2 separate regions of the Triticum aestivum genome follow, and region 1 is linked to region 2. The links are chromatin contacts, called in public Hi-C maps. All regions are on one chromosome and are shown on one strand. Each heading gives the region's core, a stretch centred on a gene start, on an enhancer-like site or on the middle of the called end of the contact. The rest is flanking DNA. Distances are from core to core; before and after follow the strand shown. Region 1 holds the start of LOC123157032 (probable tyrosine-protein phosphatase DSP2). Region 2 holds the start of LOC123162824.

Region 1 (2,700 bases), core at 118-2,617, 260 kb after region 2:
ATAAAACCAGGTTCAGAAACGGGTTGGGTCGAAAATTTTCCTAACCACTTGCACCCTTATTTTTCTACAACAATTTAGGATTAATTAATGATGTGCAAATTAGGTGAATAAGATTGATAACAAATTCTAGCAACTGATATTGGCAAAGCTGTAGAACGAAATACGTCTCCATCATGCTATAGGTTACATCAACGCATTAGACATGGATAGATTACCGCAACACCTTATCTTCACGCCTTCTGACATTTTTGTCGTTTCCCGTGCACAACATCGTCCACCATTTCACCGACACTTCATCGCACTATCTGTGATAGCCCGCACAAGATTTAAATAAGAAATATGACAAGTTTTGAGCGAATATGCCTGTAATTTGTTGTCAGGAAAGCACAGTGCCCAAGCTAATGTATAATGATGCACCAGTACATAACACATGGTTTTATCGTTAGTGTTGAAGGAGTATAATATGTATGTTATGTTGGCTTCATCATGGAAAATGGAACAAAAATTGCGATACACGAACCAAAGTAAGAATAGTAATAATGATGACAAGTCATACATCTCTTTCTTGTTATACAGTTTCTAATCACATCTCTAGCATGACTCAGCATGTAAGTGGATCTTACGTACATTTCGCTAGAGATGGACAATGATGTGCATTGAAAACTGTTGACATCTTGACAAGCTCGTAGTACACGCAGCTGGAGTGGCAATAAGATACGTTTGACATCAATGATCGGGCTATCATGATCCCTGCTATTGATCATCAAAGGGATATGATGAGAGTTCCGCCCATACTGCGAAGGACAAACAAATTTACACTTATAGTGTAGCCTCGGTAAGACGATTTCAACATTTCTGTGGGTGCTCGGACAATTTTCCCGGGTCAGCATAATGTATTTTTTAAACAGAGAAATAACAGAGTCTCATCTAACTCCTACAATATTTGCTTAACCAAACAAAAATCCTGGCGAATCCCAACGTAAAATTATATGGTGTAGTAGTTAGATGAGACATAATTATTTCACTTCTAGATGAGAGTAGACACATCCTTTTTAAAAAACCTTTGGTATAGTCTGTTGAACCAACACAGTCTTTCTCATGATTAAATCATCAGGATATAATTTTATTATAGAATTAAACTACATCGCACATGAATAATGGAGCCAATTGTGGTAGACACTCTAGATGTCATAACACACATTAAATCACCTCCTTATCCTAAAATTTCACCTTTCCTCATCAATCATCATCACACTTTTTTCTTGGAGTTCCCTTCCTCCAATTACCCACCTTTCCCCCCTCTTGCAACCTTTTGGAGTTTCCCTCTCTTCCTTCCTTCATCTTGTGCTATAAATAACCTCTTCCTTCCAGTTAGGCCATCACACCCACACCGCTCAAACCATCACGCACACAAAGCACACCCATCTCGTTGCAAATTGACGGTTCTGCCCTTGCCCCGTGCGAAACCGGAAGCCATCATGAAGCTGGAAATCATGCCCAGGCAGAGGGCCCTGGAGGCGGGGCAGCGGGAGGAGGCCATGGAGATGAGCGGCCTCGAGCTGTGGAAGCACGAGAAGCCCCCCAAGATCTTCCCCATGCCCCCGCCGCTGCCGCCGCTGCTGGCGGCGCCGGGGGCGGGGGGCTACGACGAGGCCACGCTCGTGCCGCCGCTCAACTTCGCCATGGTCGACGACGGCATCTACCGCTCCGGCTTCCCGGCCGCCGCCAACTTCCGCTTCCTCAAGTCCCTCAACCTCCGCTCCATTGTGTGAGGATCTCCCCGCCTCTCTCTGCTCCGCGCGCCTGCAATTATTGCGCTGCTCGTGTCCTGTCACGTGGTTCTGACGTCCGTCGGCTCATCGCTCAGGTACCTCTGCCCGGAGCCGTACCCGGAGACCAACACGGAGTTCCTCGAGAAGAACGGAATCAAGCTCCACCAGTTCGGAATTGAGGGCCGCAAGGTAACCAAACACGAACAATCTGGCTTGCGTTTATGAAATTCTCTTCTACGTGTTTCTCTTGATGGCAATTCTTGGGGAAGGTAGAATCGCAGCTTGTAGATAGATAATCATGAATACTTTCCGGTAGATACGAGAATTGCTTGCCAAGAACCGAGGTCGTTGATCATGTCGCTATTACGCGTCCTAGATTAGTACGTACTCGCCTAGGTGGCTCGGGGGAGAATCCAATGCATCACTGGCTGGATTTTATTTGTTATCATCTGACTTGCCTAATAGGCGCATCTATCTCTTTTCTCCTACCACTAGCCTGGGGATTTTTCAAGTTTTACGCCACATCGGCGGTGGTCCCTTTCAGCATTGGTTTGATTAATCGACCCAGCTGCGCTGCTGATTTTAAACAACAATTTTCCCAATATTCCCAATGGTTTCTAATTGGTTTGCTCCTGTGATAACAAGTCTGGTAGTGAGTGTGCATAGTTCACAAAGCATCTCCATTATCCCCTTTCATTTATTTTCTTAGTTTTTCTTTTCTTTTTCTTGTTTGAGTGATATTTTCGCTATTTCTGCAAAGTAGGTAGCTCATGGACTATTTGTTTTTTTTTCTGATTTTTTTTTTTTGCAAGAAGGACACAATTTATTCGGTACAGGAATTTTCTTGTATAGGCTTCAGTGTGAGCAGCTCATGGGACCTGTAACTCCTATACACCCCATATGCTCTTTAGGTCGTTTTATTAAGCAG
Region 2 (2,700 bases), core at 30-2,529:
CGTGGCACTAGAAACATGCCAAGATTCGTGCGCTCACAAACGGACGCGGATCCACGCGTGTGGCGAGATGCAAACGCCCACACGTGTGGGCGTTAGTGTTTTTAATAAAAATCGTACCTAGTGTTGTTATTAAATCTACAGCCGGGTCACCTGCAAAAAAATCTACAGCTGCGCACTTCGAACCCGCCTCAAATGTTTAGATGGACGGCCCGATCACTGACCGTCCCAAAAAAGTGACTCGGGTGGCTCCTCAAACGTCCGGCTTGACTGGCACCCTTCACATCCTGCCCAAATCTGAGGCGGATATGGGGCGTCCGGGCGCGCCCGCCACATCGGACTGACGATTGGGTCCCGCAGAAAAAACGCTCTGAAACCCGATGATCCGGAACGTGTCTCCTCCGTTGGACCGATAGCACCGTGTGGTGCCACTCCGGTAGGTCACGTAATGCCTAGCCCGGCTATTTAAGCCAACCGCCGGCACCAAAATCCTACCCGTCTGTCCAAATTTCCTCCTCTCGCCCGCCATCGCCGCCACTTTCCACTCGCAGTCCACCAACAATAGTTGCCAACCCCCAACGCCGTCGGGTAAGGAGCTACCCATATCTAACGCCAGAGCACCGGCTGCAGCTCCTTGAGCAGATCCGGTCAATGCGCGAAGCCCAAATCGCCGCGGGGCTACCTCCGAACGCGGTGGATCCGAAGTAGGACTTGGAGGAGAAGGAGGATGAGGTTCAGGAGGAGTAGGAGCCGGAGGAGGATTTGGGGACGCTGGGGACGCAGATATGCAGACGAAGTAGCAGGCGATCCTCGATTCCCTCCGGTTAGAATTGGATGCGGAGGACAGACGCCATCGTCGGCAGGAGGTGGAGGCGGAGCACGCCGCGTAAGTCGACAAGATGATCGCGTATATGGATGAGAAGGAGCTGGAGCCCTCCTACGTGCCCGTCCACCCGGTGCCCGACATCGACGCCGTGAACATCTTTGACGATGAATCATAGCTAGGTGTGGTAATACATAGTTCGGTTTATATGGATCTAAGAAATGAAATATGAAAGACTCGGATGGAAAAGAGCAAATTTAAAACCTGACCGGTCGTGGACGCGTCGGTGGGTGTACGTTGCCGACCGCCCCGGCCACCGGGGACTCGATCTCATCAGAAGGCTCCACCGCGCGCCTTTCCGTCCCCCAAATCCGATCTACCTCGGTAAACCCGCAAGCGAACTAGACACGGTACAACACAACCAGCCCGCACAAAAAGTAGCCGTTGCCTTTTTTCCCCAAATCTCTCAAGCTGCCAGCCGAGACGGCGAGACCCATACCATAAACAAGCCTATTACGCGCTCCCGGTTTCAAACGGTCAAACCACCACGGAAAAGGAAACGAACCACCCCCGAAAGGCTCCCCCGTGCCAAATCCACCGCCGCAGAGTAAGGAAGGATCCGAAAAAGATCTTCGGGGCGCGGAGACAGAGGAGGGAGCGCGTGTGGGGAGAGAGCAAAAGGGGAATGGTCGAGATCGCCGCGCGCTTCATGGTACTTCGAACTCGAGATCTCCTCCCCCATCTCCGCCTCTTTCCATCTGCCCCGCCTCCTCCGCGCGATTGGGTTTCCTTCCTTGGGCTTCCGCTTCTCTTCGCCCGATTTCCGTTGGTTTTGACTCTCTGCGCTGCGCCGGGCCTGTAGGATAAGGTCGAGGAGCAGGCGGTGGCCGCGGCGGCGGCTGCGGCGGATGACGACGAGGATGCCGCCGGGAGCGTGGACGGCGACGAGGTGGAGATGGAGCCCGTGGAGCCCATGCCGGAGCCCCCCGACGACGCCGGCCCCGTCTGCTGGCCCATGCCGGACTTCTGCCCTCTCACGGTGAGCGCCGGGCCTGCGTTCGTTGCGGTTGGATCGAACTTGTGAAATCGGAAACGAAATTGATGTCCTACCTTCCTCTCTCTCTCTCTCTCTCTCTGTCGGTGACGTTTGGTCGTATCAGATCGACGGGACGGTGAAGGAGTCCTTCCTGGAGACCCTTCGGAAGGAGAAGGAGGCGGAGGAGCTGCTCGGGGAGGCCGAGCCGGAGCCGACGCCCAGCCCGGACTCGCGGCCGTCGAGCAGCAAGCGCCAGCGCGCCGTCGCCGGGTCGCCGTCGTCCAGGAGCCCGTACAGCAATCTCCTCCAGGTGTTCCAGCAGTGCAAGCAAGACGTTGCCTGAGGCCGGGAGGAGCACAACCACAGTACAGGCCGTGATGTCTCGGCTGCAGTTTTTCCTTTCCTTGCGTACGTACAATAATATACCGATCTGTTCTTTACGACTTTGCTCTGGTGTAAGCTCCAGGAGATAGCAGTTTTTTGTTCTTGTGTACAAATGGGATACGAACCTCACAAATACAGAACGCCATTATCATCGAGTCTGATTTTGGGATGCTACTTTGGCGATGTATACATCTTCTCACTTGATAGAAGAGAATGATCTATTTTTATTTTTGAAACGGAGACAAAAAAAAAATTATCTCATCGATTTTAACGGAGACAAAAAAAAATCTCATCGATAAAAACCCTTTGACCGCGCAGTCAACCCGACAAACACTCTGAATGCACCACAAACATGAACCCGCCACGCCTCTACATTTCAAAGGAAACCCCAATAATAACACCACGACTGAAGACGACGGACACCACCAAATCCATAGATAGAAGAGAATAATGGAGAACA

Evidence for each region. A called contact is a pair of places that touch in the nucleus more often than the background predicts.
Region 1: a Hi-C map of leaf shows a contact between it and region 2, with 4 times the contacts expected there. The contact joins the promoter of LOC123157032 here to the promoter of LOC123162824 in region 2. A contact is called at or near these places in 4 of 5 Hi-C or Micro-C datasets (leaf and an unstated tissue).

The regions. Positions count from the first base shown.
Region 1 is chr7B:84,373,764-84,376,463 of IWGSC CS RefSeq v2.1, forward strand. It overlaps LOC123157032 (probable tyrosine-protein phosphatase DSP2), which reads left to right and starts at 1,368. Exons shown (of 5, transcript XM_044575255.1): 1 at 1,368-1,768; 2 at 1,868-1,961. The coding sequence starts at 1,479.
Region 2 is chr7B:84,110,355-84,113,054 of IWGSC CS RefSeq v2.1, forward strand. It overlaps LOC123162824, which reads left to right and starts at 1,280. Exons shown (of 3, transcript XM_044580581.1): 1 at 1,280-1,532; 2 at 1,683-1,859; 3 at 1,981-2,395. The coding sequence starts at 1,506. The coding sequence ends at 2,199. It overlaps LOC123162823 (putative transcription elongation factor SPT5 homolog 1), which reads right to left. Exons shown (of 22, transcript XM_044580580.1): 22 at 2,681-2,700.